2 separate regions of the Mus musculus genome follow, and region 1 is linked to region 2. A link is a contact called in public promoter capture Hi-C data. All regions are on one chromosome and are shown on one strand. The core of a region is the stretch at or near the end of the contact, and the rest is flanking DNA. Distances in the headings are between cores, read along the strand shown.

The links. Promoter capture Hi-C pulls out the DNA fragments that hold promoters and counts their contacts.
Region 1: a contact with region 2 is called in a promoter capture Hi-C map of pre-B cells. The contact joins the promoter of Mfn2 here to the promoter of Stil in region 2. A contact is called at or near these places in 3 of 39 promoter capture datasets (cranial neural crest, pre-B cells and second pharyngeal arch cranial neural crest).

What each region holds. Positions count from the first base shown.
Region 1 is chr4:147,900,406-147,906,787 of GRCm38.p6, reverse strand. Mfn2 (mitofusin 2) reads left to right here and starts at 1,879. Exons shown (of 19, transcript NM_133201.3): 1 at 1,879-2,130; 2 at 3,291-3,433.
Region 2 is chr4:114,997,597-115,004,339 of GRCm38.p6, reverse strand. It overlaps Stil (Scl/Tal1 interrupting locus), which reads right to left and starts at 4,222. Exons shown (of 17, transcript NM_009185.3): 1 at 3,993-4,222; 2 at 1,408-1,492. The coding sequence starts at 1,418.

The sequences.
Region 1 (6,382 bases), core at 630-3,129, about 33 Mb before region 2:
AAGAGCCTCACAGTTTGGAGTTCTGGTTTAGGCAAGCCCAAGTGGAATGTAAGATTAGAAGCCTGGGAATGGGCTCAGAAGTTCCCTCTTCTGTCCAGGTTGGGATGGGAGCCTAGGCCAAAGCTTTCAGGGAGGCTACAGCAGAGGCAGAATGGACAGGAGAGAGTTTGGGAAAGCTCCTCCAAGCCTCTGGCTTGAGTAAGATTCTGCCAAAGGGAAAGGAAACAGTCTTCAGTTTTGTACTCAAAGAATTCCCTGGGGAGGCTGGAGATGATGGAGGAGGAGATACTTAGCGCACACTATACCCCAAGGCAAGTGCTGGGTGTGTCTCTCCAGTTCAGAGTCAGATGTTCCAGACAAGAAGCTGCCCTATGGGCAGTGACTACAGGCCAGCTCCCATGACTCACCTCTCTGGAGACTCGTAACCGGCGTGCTGATTTACCTCTGAGGCTGTTTGTGGCATGACTGTACCCTGGCTATAGGGCAGTGCCAATCGGTAGAAAGCATAACATGGCAGCTAGGTGTGTCAGTGAGATGACTACAGTCCTAGCCCTTGGGAGGCAGAGTAAAAAGATCATCAATTCAAGGCTGGTTTGGGCTACATAGTGGGAAGCCTGCCCCCAAACAAACAAAAGCAAGGTCGCATGGGCCACAGACACAGTTAAAATATTCAGCTAGCCATATTATCTGCTTTTAAATACTTGGCTTGTTGTTTTTATTTAATGTGTATGGGATGCTGCCTGCATGTATGGAAGTGTATCAGAAGTGTGCCTGGTTCCCCCTGGAAGACAGAGAGGACACTGGATCCCCTGAATTGTAGTTACCGATGTGAGCTAACATGTAGGTGTTGGGTCCTCTGTAAAAGCCATCTCTCTAGGCCCCAACCATATTCATTTATCGTGTGTGGTTGATGTACACGTGCCCTGGCTCTTGTACGGAGGTTAGAGGACAACATTTTATGAGCAGGTTCTTTCCTTCCACCGTGTGGGTTCCTGGAGATGGAACTCAAGCTGTCAGGCTTGGTAGCAGCCATTTATACCTACTGAGCCTTTTTTGTGACCGCCACTATTAGCTCTACTTTTAGAAGTAAGAAGAAACGGGGTGGGGGGGGCGATTTAATTAAGATAATGTATTTCATTTAGCCCAGTTTATCCAAAGCTATAACAACACATCAATATAAAATTACTAATAAGGTAGTTTGCATTTCTTTTTATATTAAACATTGGGGCATTTCTCAGTTTGTAGCAGCTGCATTTCAGGGTCTCAGTAGCTACAAGTGGCTGGTGGGTGTTACTACAGAGCCCAGGCTTGGAGCCCTCCCAGCTTGGGGTCCAATGCAGTATCCCAGTTCTTGGAACAAAATGAGGGGCCAGTGAATGGCATGTGAGGTTGGATAATCATGTCCTGAATGTCCTGGGACTGAGTGAAAATTAAAAACTGCATGTTAGATAGCCAGTGCAATGACTGTCACCTAGTAGCTGCCTGATGCGTTGTGGCTGCTGTTTAGTTGCCTCAAAGGCAACTGAAGGACAATTACTTCACCCTAACGGTCTGTTTGTTCCCTTTGAAGACACTCGGATTATGAAATGCGAGTCTGGATTTCAAAACTGACAGGTGTTATACAGGGTCAAATTCTGGAGCAGCAACAACAAAAAAGGCGCAACAACAAAAAAGGCGCACGCAAACCTCTAATCGGTACCCTTGTCGTGTCCTGCCCGCTCCCCTCCCCGCCGTCCACCCTCTCCCCTCCCCCAACCCCCGTCCCGTTCTCCCACCCCTCCAACCCCTGCTTGACAGCTCGAGGCTCCGCCCTACCCCACCCTGACGGACGCTGATCCAAACTACAACTCCCATGACGCGCTGGGAGCCCCACCCTACAGCTTACGTCATCTGCACGAGACACGGGACGGTTACCAGGCACGCGGGGGCTCCTTTTGGAGCGCGGAGTTCCTAGACACTGTGGTATAGGAGTGGTAAGGTTGAGGTGACAGCGTTCAGAGGCCATCGGCTCGTCCGGGCTGCAGCGGGGCGAGTGACGAGCGCAGCCCCCTCCCCTCCCGCTTCTCTCGGTGTGGCGCCGGCTAGTGACGTGTTGGGTGTGATGGCCGCCGCGAGGCCGGGAAGGTGAAGGTGAGAGGGCGAGCGCGCCGGGGTGGTGGAACCGGCAGGCCCGGGCCGGGAGAGTCCTGAGCCACCCGGCTTAGGACGCTGGGCCTCTGGGGCCTCTGGGCCTCGGGCTCAGGCTCGGGTCACACGGGCGTTTCCCCTGCTGCGGCCTCGCCGTCAAGCCCTGCTCGGCTCTGAGGAGGGGGCGGGCCACCGGACTGAAGGCTGGGAGGTGGGCTCCTCCTCGCAGCTCCCCACACCCTGATGTCTCAGCCCTGTGATCTCCATTCAAGGTCCCTGACCCATTCCCGGTTTTCATCCAGTACTTTTCTTTTTTTGCCAGCATTTTTTTTTTTTCAGCACCCGGTTCACTGTACCCCACTTACGGTGGAAGTCTTTTTACTTATATGCCTTTTCATTGCACCGTTAAGACTCTGAGGGTTGGAGCTATTCTTAATCCGTCCCTGACCCTAGCACCTAACACATTGAAAGGCCACAGTGAATACTGAAAAAGATAGCTGTTTGGAAGGAGAAAGGCAACACTACTGGCCTCCATCTCTTGTAGTACTTTTCTATCCTGTTTTCTAGCTTTGCCAATCATCTCTCCCTTCGTCAGAAAAGGACTCTTGATTGTCCCCTTTTTGTCTTAGGTAGGAAAACACAAGTGAGCTTTGGAGTCACAGCTAGTGTAGTTTGGTGTCTAGCTTGGCTGCTTGGCTCTATACATCTTCCTAGTACTGTAGAGACCAAGTTTGCTCCATAGACTTGAGAATGGAAGGAGAGACTTTACAGTAGCAGGGATACTCTGGCCTTTGTCAGGTCTATTTTTCTTCCTCTCCTCTCCACTCCCCTTCCACTTCTAGTTGGCAGTTCCCCAGTCCTGAAGGCCAGGCCTTGGCCTGATTCAGCTCCCTTCTCTCTCTGGCTGTGTCTTAGCGAGGACCTCTTTGGTGCCTTGCATTAGCACATGGCTTAATATATTAGCACACGGCTAATGTGTTTGTCTCATTGTCATTGTTATTGTCTCCTCCCCCTCCACACACACACTTCCTCACCTGCTTCCTCAACACCGCAATGAGTAAGCTTCCCTCAGGGATGAGTTAGTTTGGCTTTAACACCTGATTAAACATATTTTGCATTTTCTTTCCTGGTGGCCCAGTGACCTCTGCCTTTTTCCTTTCCAGAAGCTTGGACAGGTGGAGTCAACACCATCAGGGGCCAACCTGGACCTGAATCAGCACAGAGGAGACCTCGAGTCCTTTTCATCTTTCTGACTCCAGCCATGTCCACGATGCCCAACCTGTGAAGGTCTCTTACCAGCTAGAAAGTAAGTGAGAGCTGTGGTTTGGCCACCATGGATCTAGATGAAGAGCAAAAGGGTGTGTTCTGCTGGCTCTCGGCTGGCGAGTCTCTCGGAGTGGATCCTGGAGCACAGAGCTCGTGGCTTCCAACTTGTGTCGGAAGGAGCTGCTGTATCTCCTTTCTGCTTCCACGGGGATTTCACTGGTTGACAGTTCAAAGCATGGCCAGGATCTGTCCCTCTCCTCCTTGTTTGTTTGTCCCTGTGCTGGCTCCTTTCCGTCTCTGCTTGGCAGGGGTTGGATTCTTATCATGGCTCCAAGAGTCTGCTGTGCCCTTTACCCTCTGTACTCTTTCGTTTCAATTTCTCAGCTTCTCCTCTGTTCCAGTTGTACAACAGACGATCTCTGGACCCGTTTTGTTTTCTCTGCTAGGAGTTGCTGCATATAAACTGGGTAAGGAGGTGGTGTGGATTCAGGGAGCCACACCTGAGATCCAGGCACCTTGCACTGATTTTTGCTACTGCTGTGCAAACACCTAATACTCCTCCACTAATAGCCTGGGTCAACGCAAAGCTCCTGATGGGCTTCGAGGGCTGTACTGGGTCTTTGTTCAGGGTTGTGTTTGTTTCTGATCTTAAGTTTATAATGCTGTTATGGTGTTCCTGCAACTTCCCTAAACTGCGACCCTTAGAATTTTATCTCTTTATTTTTTGGCTTTTTCAGACAGGGTTTCTCTATATCCCTGGCTGTCTTGGAACTCACTGGGTTGAACTCAGAGATTTGATTGCTTCTGCCTCTCACGCACTGGGATTAAAGGCATGCACCGCCACTGCTGGGCTGATCCTTAGAATTTTAAAGCCTGTTAGAAGTCTCTTCTCAGTCCTTGTTCCCTCTCTTTTGAGACAGGCAGGGTCACATGAAACCCCTGCTGGCCTTGAACTCCCTGGTTAACTGAGGATGGCCTTAAGCTCTGTTTTCTTGTTTTTTGTTTTTTTTTCCAGATTTATTTTGTGTGTGCGTGCGTGCGTGCGTGTGTCACAGTGCACATGTGGAGGTCACACAACTTGTGGGAATTTGTTCTCTCTACCATGTGGTTTCAGAGAACTGGATTTAGGTTGTTGGATGTGGTAGCAGCAACCCAGCCTTGAACTAGTGACTCTCCTGCCTCCATCTCCTAAGTGCTAGGAATACAGTAGTGCCCCATCAGGCCCACCTAAGAAGTGTCCTCATTGAACAACTAGCTGGATGCAGAGCAGTTGCAGTGACACTATGTTTAAGTCTTCCTTTCTTCCCAGGTCTCTGCCACAGTCGTGTGCACAGAAGTGATTTTTTATATAGTATTTTGCATACTGATGTCCACAGGAACTTTTTTCGCATGGACCATTGGGTACAGCTAGAGTTCTAGGGATTACTCTTTGGGAAATGCTGCTTGGTGGCGCACGCCTTTAATCCCAGCACTCGGGAGGCAGAGGCAGGCGGATTTCTGAGTTCGAGGCCAGCCTGGTCTACAAAGTGAGTTGCAGGACAGCCAGGGCTATACAGAGAAATCCTGTCTCAAAAAACAAACAAACAAACAAAAAACTGGGAGCACTTTGAGGGTGTCAAAAAAACCCCCTCAGAATATGCCATTTATTGTAACTAACTGATATTGGAGCTGGGCCCTCTGATTAGGGCTTTCCAGAAGAGGAGCAGGAAGTCAGCCTCCTCCCACCACCCTGTGGGGAAGAGAACTGGCAGGCAAAACCCCAGATAGTAAGGGCTCTTTGGGGGCTTTTTTTTTTTTTAAAGATTTATTTATTTATTATATGTAAGTACACTGTAGCTGTCCTCAGACACTCCAGAAGAGGGAGTCAGATCTCGTTACGGATGGTTGTGAGCCACCATGTGGTTGCTGGGATTTGAACTCCTGACCTTCAGAAGAGCAGTCGGGTGCTCTTACCCACTGAGCCATCTCACCAGCCCTCTTTGGGGGCTTTTATGCATGTATTTTGCACATTTGGTACCTTTGTGCAGTTTGCTGTTTGGAAGGATTAAATTTCATGATCTGAAACATTCTTTCATCTCTGTTTACTGGCTGAGCTCCAAATACTTACTTGGAAACTGCTTTTCAGGAAAAATTGGATTTGGGTATTTAAGGATGGAAGGTTTTAGATTGTTTTCTTGGGGGTGGGGGTGTTCACTAAGCAGGCTGTCCCCGTCACAGCTGTGGCTGGGGAAGGTGGAAATGAGGAGGGTATTATGCTCTCAAAACTGGCTTTCGGAAGCTCAGCATCTAGGCTGTGTGGCTGTCCTCTGTGGGTGGGGGACTTCTGAGTTAGGAGGATGGGAAGAGCGTGCACAGTGGATAGAAAAGGAGTGTGTTTCTAGGCAGAAAGCAGGGTCAAGTGCAGACTCTGCCTGGGAATTAACAGAGCCAGAGAGAGTGGAGCCCACAGCTGCTGTGGGAGGTATCTGTAGGGCTAGGACTTGGGGCTGCAGACTCGAGATCAGGGCAGCTTCTGGCCAACTGAACACCCAGCAGGCACTTAACAACCACTTACTTGGCTTTTACTCGTGTGCATGCCCTTGAGTCTCGCATGTACTGAACGCTGACACCTCTTGGTTTGTACCCTTGGGCTTGCAGACAGCGTCCAGCGTCTTGGGAGCGCCCATTTCTCTATGCTCAGCACCTATCAGTGACCTTTTTCCTTCTACCAAGTCACTTGTGGGCTGGGTACTACTTATCTCCTCCAGCTGACCTGTTTATTCTGTTTCCATGGTAGCAGGTGTAAGGCATGCAGGATGTTAGTAGGGTTACTAACCAACATTGCTTCCCAGCGTCCTAGGCTTGGTTGCTGGATGGTCATGAGGAGAGTCTTGTGATCTGGCTGTAGTTTATTACAGTTGGGACTGTGAGCTGCTACTACCTTTGAGCCCTGACTGCTGAGCATTTTGCTTGTGCCATCATGTCTAGTCATCTTACAACCTACACCATA
Region 2 (6,743 bases), core at 2,973-5,472:
AGCAGATCTCTGAGTTTGAAGCCAATCTCGTCTACATAGTGAGTTTCAGGACAGCCAGGGCTACGTAGAGAGACCCCATCTCAAAACAAACAAATTAAAAAAAGAAAAAAACTACAGCAGTATGATACAGAAGGGTCAGGATTAAAGTAAAAGAAATATGAGAGCCTCCCTGGGCCACGTTTCTTATTGTCTTCATCCAAAACATCTGGCACAAAGGAAGCAACAGAGAATATAAGAGCTCCCCATGGGCATAACTATAGTTTAGAAGAAGAAAAAAATCCATATGGCAGCATTAATTGCTCTTCTCTAGGGGGGAAATAATGGTCCAAAGAACTAAACCACCTAAGCCAGGTTGCCAGGTCCCCCATGGAATAACAGACTAAGAACAGCAGGGACAGGTGGCCAGCTCCTCCTCCCTACTCTACGGAAAAAGAATCACTTCAGGAAACATGGAGGATCTTGGGTTGGCCAATGTGAGAAGATTACCACCAAGGACCCGGTGCTTAGAAAGCAGGAACTCCAAAAACTTTCCATTCCTCTAGGGTGGAAATGAGCAATCTTCTATTTTATAGCCTCAGTTCAGATAATTTCTTACCAAATTAAAAAAAAAAAAGTCTATGTCATTAAGTGTAAGAGGAAAGGGAGCTAGAACTTACTAAGTCCTTCCCTACATATGCCCATGCCTTCCACTTAATACGCCTTCTTACTACTTCCTGGGAATCAATTAGAAAGTGATCACCATCCTCATTATACAGCGAGGGGCACAGTGAATGAACTGGACCAGGGGGCCACCATTTTAACTGTGGAGCCAGATATTCCTGGTTCTAAAGACTGTGTTCTTTCTTCTCTTCCAGTATTCCTTCGCAAGCTAATGTGGGTAGCTATAATAAAAGGAAATATTTTGAAGGCAGGCATGGCAGCGTACACCTGCGGCCCCAAAGCTTGAGAGGCTGAGGAAGAAGTATTAAAATGAGTTTGTTGTTTAAGATCAGCCTCAGCAATACGGCAAGACATCCACCAAATAACTAAACACACAGCCCGGCACAGTGGCACGTGCCTATTATCCTAGCTACGGGGAGGGTGAGGCAGAAGAACTGAGTGAGGGAGTGTGGGGCCAGTCACGCTATGTAGCTTTTGGCTCAAAAAACTAAAACGGGTCCTGGAGAGATAAATGGCTCACGATTAAGAGTACTTGCTGCTCTAGCAGAAGACCCAGATTTATTTCCTGGCACTTACAGGTAGCTCACAACCAACTATAGCTCCAATTCCGAGGGATCAGATACTTCTTCTGGCCTTCTTGGGCACCAGAAATGTATATGTTGCCAATACATACATATAGGCAAAACACTCATACACATAGATAACAAAACATCTAAATATATACTCAATAAAATAAAATTTCTGTACCTGGTATTCATCTGGAATTACAGGCTGAAGGAACTACAGGCTCTATATTTGGTGAGTGATTTAGTCAATTTGTAATCCTCAGTACCTTACAGAAATAAAGAAATATTGTTAAGCATAGAAGAACATTGTGTAGCAAATGAGGACCATTCTTAACCATATAGTAACAAAATAATTGGCAAAATTAAGTTGCTTATATGAAAAGTAGCAGATTAGTAAGATTAAATGCATGTAAATCACAGGATGGAGCATTCTTGCCTACTTTATGTAAGGCCCTATATTCAATGTACAATACAGAGAAAAATAAACGAGTCGATGTTAACAGATTTTGATTGCTTTTATACTCCAGAGTCATTCAGCCTATAAAGTAACCTCAATATTTAATTTAGCAACAAATACACCTATTCATTTAGGAAGCACATTTGTTTCCCCAAATCTCTTCCTTCCGTTCATTTTTTTTTAAACACAAGGTTTTGTGGCACAGAACTTTAATCCCAGCACTTGGCAGAGGCAGGTAGAGGCAGGTAGATGGACCTCTAGGTTTGAGGCCAGCCTGGTCTACATAGTGATTTCTGTCAGGGTTATACATTTTGTTCATTAGTACTGAACGAACCTATCCAGTTGGAAATTAGACATATGGACTTGAAACTAAAAAGAGGTGGAAACTACAGGTGTACAAAACACTAGTGAGAATATCCAGTTAAGTGTGACTATATCCAAACCCAAAACAAGTCGGTTTGTGGGGACAGAGATCTTCCTGTTCATTGTCACAAGAGCCAGTCTGTTGATGCATATGTTCATTTTAGTTGTTTATAAAAATGTATCATGAAGTTTCCTGTTTGGGCTTTCTGGGGATCATGTGTTCCTCACCCCCCTTCAAGTGCTGGGATACAGGTGCACACTACCAAGCCCAGCCAGCACATATGTACTTTTTAAGTCTTAATTTTTTTTAATCTTCTACGCATTGTTTCGGTTTCAGAAAAAAAAATCTTGTCTGAGGTAGACAAAGAGGCTTAGTAGTTGCTGTCGCAAGGCTAATGATTCAGTTCTCAGAATTCGAGGTGGAAACAAAGAACAGACTCTGGAACGTTGTCCTTTGATCTCCACATGCACACAGTGGGACAGACTTCTGCTCTCACATGCACATATCACATACATAGCACAACAGCAATGCTAACAATAGATAACAATCTTAGGGCCTTACGTAAGATGGCTCAGAGGCTAAAAGTGCTTGCTGTCAAAACTAACAGCCTGAGTTTGATCGATTCCGAGGACCTACTGGCAGAAGGAGCCGACTCCTGAAAGTCATCCTCAGACCTCCACATGCACACTGCAGCATACATGTGCACATGCACACACATGAACACACAATAAATACATTTTAAACACTAATGAAAAATTTAAAAAATGAATCATCTGACTCAAGATAGAGGATTACTAACAAAGGTGTAAGTCATTTAGAAGAGACCTTTTCTATATAGTCTAAGGCTAAAAATATTGGGAGAGCAAAGTTCTACTGGATATAACCTTTAAGGATCAATTAAAACTTATCCCAGAGATATGAAACTTCTTGAAATACAGGCTTGTTTTTCTTGTTTGTTTGTTTGCTTGTTTTAAAAGAAGCCTTTCTTTAGCAGTTGACTGCCATGGTATCAGTAATCACACTGATAACTCTACCCCCACAAAGTATAAGTTTTCCTCACCAACAGGAATGACTTAAGTGCCTGTCTCTCCTTTCATGCATTAGGTCTTTCTCATCTGAAAGCCACCAAATGAGATTTGATAACTAGCTCATCTTGATAGTATTACTTATAAAGCTAATGGAGCCAAAGCTGTACAAACCTGTACCTAACAAAAATAGTCTGCTCAGGGAATGTCTTCATTGTGCAGCAAATGAGGACCATCAAGTCACCCTCACCTCTTCTCCCTCTTACCCATAGAAAGTTCTTTCTGGCCTCCCACCTTAGCTGTCCTCCTCAGCCCAGCCAGATTTACTGACAAGTCCCTCCAGTGCAGACACAAATGGGTTTATGTACAAGTTTTTCCCCTGACTAGAAAGTCAATAGCTTTTCTTCATATATAAAATAAAAACCCTTCATATTAAGGTCCTACCCAATTACTGCAACCATAACCCCGGTCACTCATCCTCCAGTCCTAACTCGACTATCAGCAGTCGATAGGACTACACAGGCTGTCCTCCCCTTCCTTTGGAATTTCCTACTAAATCCTATCATCCAACCCCCAACACGAATGTGCAATCTCTCAGGGTGACATCACTGTCTTTGTGTTCAGACACTGTACGTCCACGCCTCACTTTTGACATAGGTCTACTTCCTGTAGACCACGGACTATAAACACGTAATAGATTCCTTACACAGTCTGGGTCAGATAGAAAGAATGCAAAAAAGCAAGGATCAGGGTTTCAGTCTCCAAGAAATTTCTACAGTGAAGTCAATCTGAGGCACGTCACAATGTAAACTTCTTTCCCATTTTTTAGCAGTGAGGTCCGCCTTCTTTCTCCCCTGGCGGCCCTGTGGTCATCGGTTCCACCGCGCTAACTCCGACCTTACAGGCCGCTTGTTACTCACCGTGCTTCCCGGGCCCGTAGGGCGCCTCGGGGAATCAGGAGCTCAAAGATCCACCGTCGCTGTTGTCACGGCCGCCGCCAAGCTAGGGTTTGGTTGTTGGGCCCGTTTGTTGGGCACGCAGAGTCAGGATCCAGGTAGCGTCTCAGATGACTGCGGCCCCGCCTCTGGGACGTTGGGGTCGCGGGAACCGAGGCGGCAAGCGCTCGCTGGAGGGAACCAAAGGGCGCGCCGCGCCTGCTGATTGGCCAGAAGCCCGGCCAGTCCCGCTGCAGGGGCGGTACCACGGTCGTCACGCAACGTCTCAACTGCAGACTGCTGTGACGACCAATCGGAGCCCAGCCTGGGATTAGCGCTCGCCCTATCCCAAGGTTCTTTAAAGAACCGAGGGCGCCATCGCAGCTCTGTGTCACTACTCAGAGGATTTAAACCTTCATTTGGTCAACGGTTAAGTTCCGGTTTGGCTGGCATTGGCCAAACGCATGCGCAGTTAAAAAAAGAAATCCCGGCTGGTTTGCTGGAAGTGCTTCCTGCACAGATTGTGGTCTGACTGCTGGGATCCACTTAGCCAAGCTTGGTTCTCCCCTGTAATTCCTGCGCTCTTCCGAGGCAGGTGCTGAGACAGGAGGCTCGCCACGAGTTAGAGACAAGCTGGAATTATTTAGAGACCCTGTCTCAAAAGACTAGAGTCGAGTGTGGTGGTGCGCCGCCTTAGTCCCAGCTTTGAAGAGGTGGGTGGAGGCAGAGAGGTCTTCTAAGCTACGAAGCAAATCAAAGACCAACTTGGTCTGCATGAGACCCTGTCTCAGGAGAAAAAAAGTTTTCAAGCCCTTAGATGATCAGAGATAGAGGAGGTTAAATTTGCTTTAAGTTGTTTCTAAAATATGATCGATCTTACCAATTTTGGGAAATTCCTTCTCGTTGAACAGAAAATACTGGTGGCTATTTATACTTATTTCCAGTGCTGATATTGGGGACAGTTGTGGTGTGTGATTTATGTGTGCGTGCTGCCAGAGGTCCATGTTGGAGATCTTTGAGATGATCAGGCATTCGTTGTAATTAAAACAAAACAAGAAAAGACTTAAATTAAAAAGGAAGCACGTCTATAGTGTTAGGGGAAGGTAGCAAACGTGTTCTTAGGATTAGTTCATGTTACATTAAACTTTGTGTATTTTTTAAAAGGCAGGTAAAAATCTAAATACATAAAAGACTTTAAATTAATAATGTATCAATGTTGGGTTAATAGAAACAAATGTACATACTTATATAAGATGTTAAAAAAAAAAAGAGGAAAGTGCGTGGGAGGTGTGCTTCATTTATTTTCTGTATATCTGAGACTGTTCTGGGAGGCTAGTATGCAGCTAAGTAGTAGTGTAGGACCCCAGCATGTGCAGGGTCCTGGGTTGAGTGACTAGCACCACACACTAAGTAAATACTTTTAACAGGTAAAATCTGGGGCTGTAGAGATAGCTCAGTGGTTAAGAGCACTTGCTGATCTTGCAGATCATCTTGGTTGCCGGCATCCTGGTTAGATAGATCACAGTTGTCTTCTGGCCTCCTTGGGCACACCCATCCCTGGCTGCCACACATGCATAGCCCATAAATAAATCTTAAAAGGTTATGAAACCCAGTGCTTGTGGTAGTGCACACCGTTAATCCCACCACTGTGAGTTCAAGGCCACCGTGGTCTACAGAGCTAGTTCCAGGACAGCCAAGGCTGTCTTGGAGATCCCTGTCTTAGAAAAAAAAAAAAAAATCAGGAAAAACAAGAGGAAACATCGGAGAAGCTGAAGCATCATGAGAACTCAAGTGTCAGCAAATGGTGAATTAAACATTTTATTGGCACTGGACTTCTAAGCAGGATGTATATGTAATGTTATGCATAAATACTTGTGTGTTTTGAGACAGGGTCTCATACAGTCCATGTTGATCTTGAACTATGGAAGTAAGGATGACCCAGATCTTTCTACCTATGCCCTTCAAGTGTTGGGATTATAGGGGTGGGCCCCACACCTGGTTTATGCCATTCTGAGGCTTGAACCCATAACTATTGTGCATGTTGTATAAGAATCCTGCTAGCCAAAAAACAAAACAAAAAAAAACTACTAAAAAAAAAAAAAAACTGGGTGTGGTGGCGCACACCTTTAATCCCAGCACTCGGGAGGCAGATTTCTGAGTTCGAGGCCAGGCTGGTCTATAGAGTGACTTCCAGGACATCCAGGGCTATACAGAGAAACTCTGTCTTGAAAAAAACCAAAAAAAAAAAAAAAAAAAAAAAAAATCTTGCTAGCTAAGCTACATCCCCTGCTCTGGTGCATAATTACTTTATATCAAAATGGAAAATGGTTGCCCTTGGCAAACAAGATGACTGCCCTGAAGACAACCCGGGTGTTCTTTTTAGTTAGTTTTCTTTGCAGTATTGTGATTGGCATGTTAAGGAAGTAAGTGCTCTGAGCTACATCCTCTGCCCCCAAACTCCTCCTTTTTTTTTTTTTAAAGAAGTATTTATTTTATGTATACATGTACACTGTAGCTGTCTTCGGACACACCAGAAGAGGGCATAGGGTTCCATTTCAGATGGTTGTGAGCCATCATGTGGTTGCTGGTAATTGAATTCAGGACCTCTCCAAGAGCATTCTTAACTGCTGAGCCATCTCTCCAGCCCATTTTTTCTTCAGAGTCAAGGTCTTAGTAAAGTCCTTAGGTTGGCCAGGAACTTGCAGTCTCCTGAGTACAGAGGCTCCTTAGTAGAGA